Regions from separate parts of the Danio rerio genome. Here region 2 is linked to region 1. A link is a contact called in public Micro-C data. All regions are on one chromosome and are shown on one strand. The core of a region is the stretch at or near the end of the contact, and the rest is flanking DNA. Distances in the headings are between cores, read along the strand shown. Region 1 holds the start of exoc2 (exocyst complex component 2). Region 2 holds the start of gmds (GDP-mannose 4,6-dehydratase).

Region 1 (4,365 bases), core at 910-3,409:
CAGCACATATAGTTCTTAGAATTGCACCATTGATATATGAGACTATATAACGAGAAGCATCACCTCATGCATATCACTATTTTGTCCTGCCCCTGTTGAATAATTAAATGCATAGTATAATGTAAGCACTGTACATTCCTCATTGCTGATCAACAATAATAATCCCAACTCCGGTTGCAATGTGGCTATTGCAAATGCACACATTCCAATATTGATGCTGAAACGTTAGATTGTGCAGTTCTATAGTTGTTTTTGTTTATTATCCGCTTGTGTATGCAACACATAGTTCTACAGCCTACTGACACATTCACACACATTTCTCCATAATATAATTTCAGAAAAGTATTGTTTGCAACATTCAAATAGTGAAACTCTATTAGCAGCCAACAACTATCAAAGTACAACATTTTTCACAGACAATTAAATAGTGCTAATGTTGTTCTTAAGTCACAGCTACATGTCATTTTATTCTAAATTAGGGCTGAACAATATATCAATGGATGCAATGTGTGTATCCGCAAGTCACTTCGCAGGATTAGATCATTGCTATAGAGTAAAAAATTAAATATATATTTTAATTATTATTATTATTTATACAATGATGACCATGTTATTTTACATTTGATGGATCAATTTCTCTACTTGAATACTGTTAGACTCCCCAGAAAACCATTTTTGCTGGCAATTTATAATCATTTAAGCAAATGCACTGCATGCATATAAAAAAGACTTCATCACACATCAATCTAAAAGAATGAAATCTTTACAAATAGAGCTAAAAGAATCATCATTATATTCATATCTCAATATACAATTAAAGACAAAATTATTAGCCCTCATTTGAATGTTTTTGCCTTTTTTAAATATTTCCCAAATGATGTTTAACAGAGCAAGGAAGTTTTCACAGTATGTCTGATAATATTTTGTCTTGTGGAAAAAGTCTTATTTGCTTTATTTTGGCCAGAATAAAAGCAGTTTTTAATTTTGGTATAAAACATTTTAAGGTCAAAATTATTAGCCCCTTTAAACAATTTTTTTTTCTTGACAGTCTACAGAACAAACCATCATTATACAATAACTTGCCTAGTTAACCTAATTAACCTAGTTACGCCTTTAAATGTCCCTTTAAGCTGTATAGAAGTGTCTTGAAAAATATCTAGTCAAATATTATTGCAGCAAAACAAAATATCGCAATGTGAAATTTTTCCAATATCGAGCAGCCCTAGTCTGAGTATTCAAAGAACCATGGTAAACCATGTAGGGAGCATGTCACAATCTGTAATTGAATGAATGTGCGAATATAAAACCAACTTTACCTCAATCTGCAGTGTCAGAGAACAAAGTCAAAGCCAAAAACACAAAACAGAAAATATGCTTTCAATAGTAAACAAACGAAAAACGAACAATTCATTAGTACCATCACTGAGAGTTAACCATGATCTGATTTTAATTTACATTATGATTTCAGCTGCAGTTATATCGAGCATCAAAAGAAATAAAAAGCAATGAAGCCGGAGTTCTGGGTTGCATTTTAAGTTGCTGCTATTATTTAACACTGATACTCATTTAAAAGAAAACTGAAGATGAGACGGAAGGAAAGCAAAAACAGATCATGTCTGAATGCTCATTTTGTTTTCAGACCCCAAAACAAAACAAGATGTTACATCTGTCACTAAATGAAACAAATGATACTGATTACACAATAATAAAATCAAGTTATCAGGCTTCAGTCAAATCGAATTGAAGATACATATGCATTCCTACCTTGTTAAAATCATTATGCATGAAAATTGATACTGATATAACGTTAGCTGTATGTAACGTTAAACATTGCAATGACGGAGAGCCTTAACAGAGGCAGTTTATTCGTTAAATGAAAAATGAGCTGTTTCAAAATAACAGTAAATGCATGGCGTATTTGCTGTGCACATAGCGCGATGGTGATGATTATAGCGAATTTATCAAACTAACCATTAAGATAAACAGGGGCTCTGACATATAGCACACTGGCTAATGCTAAAAAACAATCTGACAATAATGGCGAGGCGACGACGACGAATTAATTCAGACAAGCATTTTACCTCATAATAACAACAACGCTTCTTTACTAGTGGAGTAGAAAAACAACGCCATTACTTACTTTACTTAAAGCAATGAAAAGTAAATGCACCGCTTCTTTTCTCTGAAAAATAGTTCCGGTTTGGGTGCAGCGGCACCGCCCACACGACCAATCACATGACAGAAACATGACCCAATAATTGCAAGTGTCTGGATGCAGACTTGGATATGGGAGGTAACACTGCATGTCTCAGAGATGCAATGTCAGACACAATACACTCAATTGTAAAATTGTAATTCGTTTTTAAGAAACTTGCTGTTTCTGGTTTATTTAATGTAAATGCATACAAATGACAGCTGACAGGTAACATACTGCTGAACTCCTGGCTGTTGGCGTTTGCAAGAAAATATCTGCTGACTGTTGATTGAAAGACAGCTAAACCGTCGTGTTTGGAAGCACATTTTCACACATTTAATTTTTATCAACTTGAAGTATTGTTTAAAACCACAATAATGATGTAAACAAGATGACTGACATAGATAGAGCGATATATATATATATATATATATATATATATATATATATATATATATATATATATATATATATATATATATATATATATATATATATATATATATATATATATATGAATAGATTTTAATAGATCTGAAGGTGATGCATATGGGTTAGATACTAATGTGTTGTTTTTTAACAGCCACAGTTCTCCATACAATAATACAAGACCCTGACTGTGATGATGGCTGAGTAGAGACTGATTGAGATTGTGTATTTCCAGAGTTGTTGAAATGACCAAGCATACCTTCATGGTCATTTCTGGTGATAATAATAAATGTATGTCACGGAAGAGATTAATATAAGTTTAATAAAATTCTGTATTTGTTTAACAGTAAGCTGAGAGGGTATTTGAGCATTAGAGAATAACAAATGACATGAAGGTGATAAGTTTTGTATTGTGGGTGAACTGTTACTTAAATAATGTTCTGCTCTTTGCTTTGCACTTCCCTCCTTCTGCGAATCCCAATATTTTAGACTCCATTTAGACCTGAAACATCTGCTAGAGTCCTGGAAAGGTGGCATCAATACTGGACCTGAAAGAGCCTATTAAGTTGAATCTGGTAAAGAAACACACACACACACTGGTTGCAAAAAAATAGTTTCCGTATTTTATAATTCATGTTTTGTTTTTGTTTATTTACTTTTATTGATTGTGTACAAATTGCAGCATTGATCTCCGCCTGGTCAATTATTGATGTTGAAACTTTTATTTGACTTTTTTGACATTTGTGTAGTTTTAAATATTATATTATATAAGAAATAATATAGAGGGAATTAAGTCCACAACAGACAGAAAATGTTCATGCAGTTTATTACAAAGTTTTTGTATCATGATGTACACCACCAACCCAGACAATATACAGTTTCACTTCAGACTAAGTCATGTCATTGAGAGTAACTTTTTAAAGTCAATAACTGTTAGAAAAAAGATCGAGATCACATCATGGAATTTAACAGAAATCACAAAATACAGAAAACTGTTAGCTTATGGATATTTTTTACACTGTGGCCAATATTTGTGGGAAGTCAGTATCACTAAACAGTATAAAAGATTTTAAGCTCCTCTAAATTTTGCTACAAATTTTGTGTTAAATTGAGGATTCTGGAGAGACAGCTGCCTGTTTTTTTTATATATATATATATATATAGGTTTAGTGGGTGTCTGTCTACTGTAAATCCTAATAAAAATGTACACCATGTTACTTTTTTACATGGAAAAACTGAAAATTAAGCAAAACACCCTAATGTAGAAAAAAACACAATGTTGTAAAATGTGTAAATATAAGTAAGAGCTGTTGGAATTATTTTCCATTTATGACTTGAAAGTGATCAAATATTTCACACAGCAGGTCTGTACATCATCTGAAATTCCACAGTTTCCCTTGGACTTTATGCTCTTGTGCAACACTCAATTTAACTAATTGTATTTCAATTACACAACATCAAAGCCACCCTGTGAGGTCACATTTCGATTATGAACCATTTTCACAATGCATATGGCATTACTTCCACTTGTTCTGGGAAAGCGCCGCACCATAACACCACACAACACAGACCACCCAAGCTCCGAGCTCCATTATGCCCTCTCTTATCTCCTTAAATAGTGCACGGCAGAGATACTTTCCCTCAGATAAAGCCTTGCTGGGCTCATGGGATCTACAATTTTTCAATCATTCTCAACTAATCTAAGGAATCAAATCCAATGTGTTGCGTGTGACGGCATCACA
Region 2 (4,365 bases), core at 1,113-3,612, 200 kb after region 1:
TAAATAATTACCGCTTTTGTTTGTGGAAATTATACTTGAATCATATTGGTGTGATCTGTTCACAATTCAGGGGTTAGGTTTAGGGGTTAGGGTTGGAGCAGAACTTCTTTCTAAAAGCCTTACATTTTGTATAAGTGAGATTATACAAATCTATACAAATTCATCTACAAATTTGTAAAAATGCAAAACAGTTTTATTTTCCTGAGAAATTGGTTTGGTGTATCAAGGTGTAATGTTTCTCAAACAAAAAAAGTGTAGGTCTGGGCCTTATTTTGTACATCGAGAAGTGAATGGGTAAATGTAATCCACTATTAATCTTTCTCATGCAAATTACTGTTTGTTCTGCTCTCATGATGTTAATAAATTAGAAGAAATACATGAGAAAGTGGAAGTTTTTTTTTTTTTTTTTTTAATAAAGGTTTGCCTCTAAACAATCACTTCTGGTGTGAGTACTTCAAACCAAAACCTACAAAAAGGAGTTTCTACAAAATAATCATTATCATAAAATACATACAAACTGCAGTGCGACTGTGCTAAATATACATAATAATAGGGGGAAAAAAGACCATCGCAACTGCTGTTTCATGCTAACTTAAAGTGAAACCCATTAGCTTAGTGAATATTTATTTAGTGGTCATTCTAAAAGGTTATTAAATTGTTCATGCAAGTTAATAAATATTGATCAATCAAATCTATATCCTTATTCTAAGCATTCTGAGCACTGTGCATTTTTAGAAAATTATTTTTCATCAATTTATATTATTCAGGTTTAAAAAGTGCATTATTTGAAAATCTGAAATGCATGTTTACTTAGGAACTTTTAGAATACAAACAAATAAGTATGCAAATCAAATTATGTCTATTGTACAAAGAATATAATTTCATTAGTTCACCATATACACATGTCTAGGAGTATCAAGTCAGTTTTAGGGATTCACCCACAGTTTACCCAAAATATAATAATAATAATAATAATAATAATAATAATAAATTCTGTCATTTTCTAATCATTTACTCGACTTTCACTTCTTCTTCAAAACCCACTTGAGTTTCTTTTTTCTGTTGAACACAAAAGAAGATATTTAAAAAAAATGTTGGTTACTGGGACCGTCTGACTTCTATAGTATTTATTCTAAACTATGAAAGTCAACGGATCCCAGCAACCAGCATTTTTTAAAATATCTTCTTCAGTGTTCAACAGAAGAAAGAAACTCGTAAAGGTTTGAAACTACTTGAGGGATGAGGGGATACTTAACATTTTTACATGAACCATCCCTTTAAAACAGTGAAAAGGTCAGTACTCCCACACATCAACATATTTTAATGAAAGTGACGATCATATTCGATGTGATGCTTAAAAAAGATTTCATTTTAATCAGCAAATTACACAACAGGAATGTTGTGCAAGAGGCTAGAGGGAACGCACGAGCAGTTGTCAGTTATTTTGTCTTTCATATAATGTCAGGAAATGACGTGTGAAATGAAACCACATACTACCAAGCCACTACCTGAAGCAGAGCTCATACTAAAATATTGTTTGTATTGTTAACAGAACTAACTAGCATGCATGTTTAACGTGTAGTTAAGGTACCTAAAAGATGCTGGCCTGGGTTATAGAAGCAAACTACATTATGTTTAGGTTCAAGGGGAGGTTTAGATAAGTTAGTAGCTACCTATTTATTACACAGTAATTACATAATAAGGTAGTCAGTATACACTTGAAACTGGGATGTAAAATAAGATGCTACCGAAATAACTAACGTTACATGTACACTAAATATTGGATTTGAGCTAAAATTATAGTTGTCATGGCTACCAAAATAGGTAACAGAGTCCTGCACTCAGTCTGCGTAGAAACGTGCAAGATAAAACCACCCCACAAAAGTCTGTCATCGTCTCCCTAACGTTATTTTAAGAGCTGACAGCTTCGGTTACTATTAAAGATATATTTTTAAACTCTAATGAGACTAAACAGTGAGCGAATCAGTCATTCTGCATCACACATCCTTCAGTTTTCCGCACAAAAACACAACGGTTCAGAGCAGCGTATGACTGACTAAATGGTTGTTTTTTGGACCATCGACGCGTCTCGGCTACCGTGTCGGAATTGTTGAGACAATACTTCACGTTACCTGACCGGTTATGCCTGTAATGATAGCCACTTTCCTCTTCCTCTTGCTGTCTCCGTTCATACCGCCACCAGTCGTCGTTGCTGTACACTGAGCCATTCTCTGGAGCGGGTTTCTGTTCTGACCGAGTGTATGTGGTTTGGTTCCGCTGTGTGCGTTCGTTTATCAACTACGGATGCAAACACATCCGAAACTCCAGCTGCTGGAGAGACACATCAGAAACCTGCAGTCGGCAGCCAATCACAGAGCAGAGCGCCAGTGACGTGTACACCACAGAACGAAGAGGAGAGGAATCATGCTGGCTCATGGTGAAGATGCGTCACAGCGCCAGCTTAAGGTTTAAATGTGCAGGAGGAGTTGGACACTATTTTTTACTCTCTCTCTCTCTTAATTTTCATTTACAAAGTGAATAATTAAATATATATAACAAGTATAATTAAAATATAATTATTAATGATAATAATAAAAAATATAATAATAATTATTACCTACAAATTTTATATTTTAATAATTAAATTTATATAATTAATTATTAGATGTTTTATTAGATTTTACATAAATAACAAACATGAATAATATTTGAATTTTATAATAATAATTAATTATTTTGAATAAATTATTATCATAAAATTTATATATAACTGTTAAATAGCATTTAGTACTGTTGTTAAAAGTTTGTGTATTATTATTATTATTAATATTATTATTAAATATAAAATGTTTTCACATAATTTTTTTACTTAAACCTGAACTATTTTAGGGCAACACGGTGGCTCAGTGGGTAGCACTATTGCTTCACACAGCAAGAAGGTCGCTGGTTTGAGTCTCAGCTGGGCCAGTTGGCATTTCTGTGTGGAGTTTGCATGTCCTCCCCATGTTTGCATGGGTTTCCTCCAGGTGCTCCGGTTTCCCCCACAATCCAAAGACATGCAGTATAGGTGACTTAAATGAACTAAATTGGCTGTAGTGTATGTTTGTGAATGTGAGAATGTATGGGTGTTTCTCATACTTGGTTGCGGCTGGAAGGGCATCCGCTGTGTAAAAGATATGCTGGATAAGTTGGCAGTTCATTCCGCTGTGGCAACCCCTGATGAAAAAAGGGACTAAGCCCAAGGAAAATGAATGAATGAATGAAAACTATTTTAATGACATTGTTATTATTACAAATATTTAACATTTATAATAAAAACAATCATCAAAATGAGAAATTTAACACACAATACAGCTATTAATCATTATTATGTGTACAATACTATAAATATTGATTCAAATGTTTTTCTAGAGATCTTACGTCATTGCTGAGAAAGTACAATTCGACTAGTCTGGTTTTGCTAGTTTCACTGTTCTTTGCTTTTCTTCCAAACTAGTCAAGCTGGTTTGTTGACTGGATATTGTGCCTTGTCTATGACGTGTGAAACGTAAGCAAACAAAATTAAAGAGTAAGGTAAAGCACATGACTTCAGAATGACTTGAATAAACACAATAATCAAATGTTTGTTCAAAATAAATTTTAATTTATACAATACCGAGTTCTAAACAACTAAACAACAAAACAGATTTCAAATTCTGGAGGTAATTTGTGAAAACGTACAAGACCTAATACATTAAAGTACTGAATTAATTTCATTTTTTTTCTAGCCGTTAATTAAACTCTATATTTCAGTGTCTTACAATCCAGTCATTAAATAGAGTATTTAGAAACGGAATAAAAATAAATAAATCCTTCTCTTATGTTTGATCACAAGCGGAGTTAGAATCCTAATCTAAAACACTGTTAGCTATCAGCAGACGTACAGTAAATTTCACCCTATTTACTATAGTGTCAAAGCATTTCAAGTAAACATCAGACAGGGTGAACGAAGCAAAAACATCCTCTATGTTTATAGAACCACACAAAAACACACAGTATACTTGAAGGTAGTGTTCTGTTTTTACATTTGCCTTCATGGAAGGTGAGATGTCTACTAGGAAGTGAGGGAGTGAGCAAGACCCTATCAATGCCTAATACAGCTTGAAGCCAGTGTTTAAGCTTAAAAATGACAACAGAGCCTTGATATCAGCAACTACAGGCATTAGATAAGCATTTGGAGCTCGTGGGATCCTGAACTTAATTTTGCCTCCAAAGAAACTCTCTAAATGATGTCATAGAATAATGTGTGGGGAGTGAGAGCTGTATTTGGGTTATTTGTATCAGATAACAGTAGTTACATGCACATGAATAAACTCTAGCAGCACA

The links. A called contact is a pair of places that touch in the nucleus more often than the background predicts.
Region 2: a Micro-C map of caudal fin shows a contact between it and region 1, with 4 times the contacts expected there. The contact joins the promoter of gmds here to the promoter of exoc2 in region 1. A contact is called at or near these places in 3 of 18 Hi-C or Micro-C datasets (caudal fin, hematopoietic stem cells and an unstated tissue).

The regions. Positions count from the first base shown.
Region 1 is chr20:29,337,681-29,342,045 of GRCz12tu, forward strand. It overlaps exoc2 (exocyst complex component 2), which reads right to left and starts at 2,160. Exons shown (of 28, transcript NM_200604.2): 1 at 2,141-2,160.
Region 2 is chr20:29,536,198-29,540,562 of GRCz12tu, forward strand. gmds (GDP-mannose 4,6-dehydratase) reads right to left here and starts at 2,363. Exons shown (of 12, transcript NM_200489.3): 1 at 2,133-2,363. The coding sequence starts at 2,228. It overlaps LOC141379245 (a long non-coding RNA gene), which reads left to right and starts at 1,130. Exons shown (of 5, transcript XR_012395739.1): 1 at 1,130-1,293.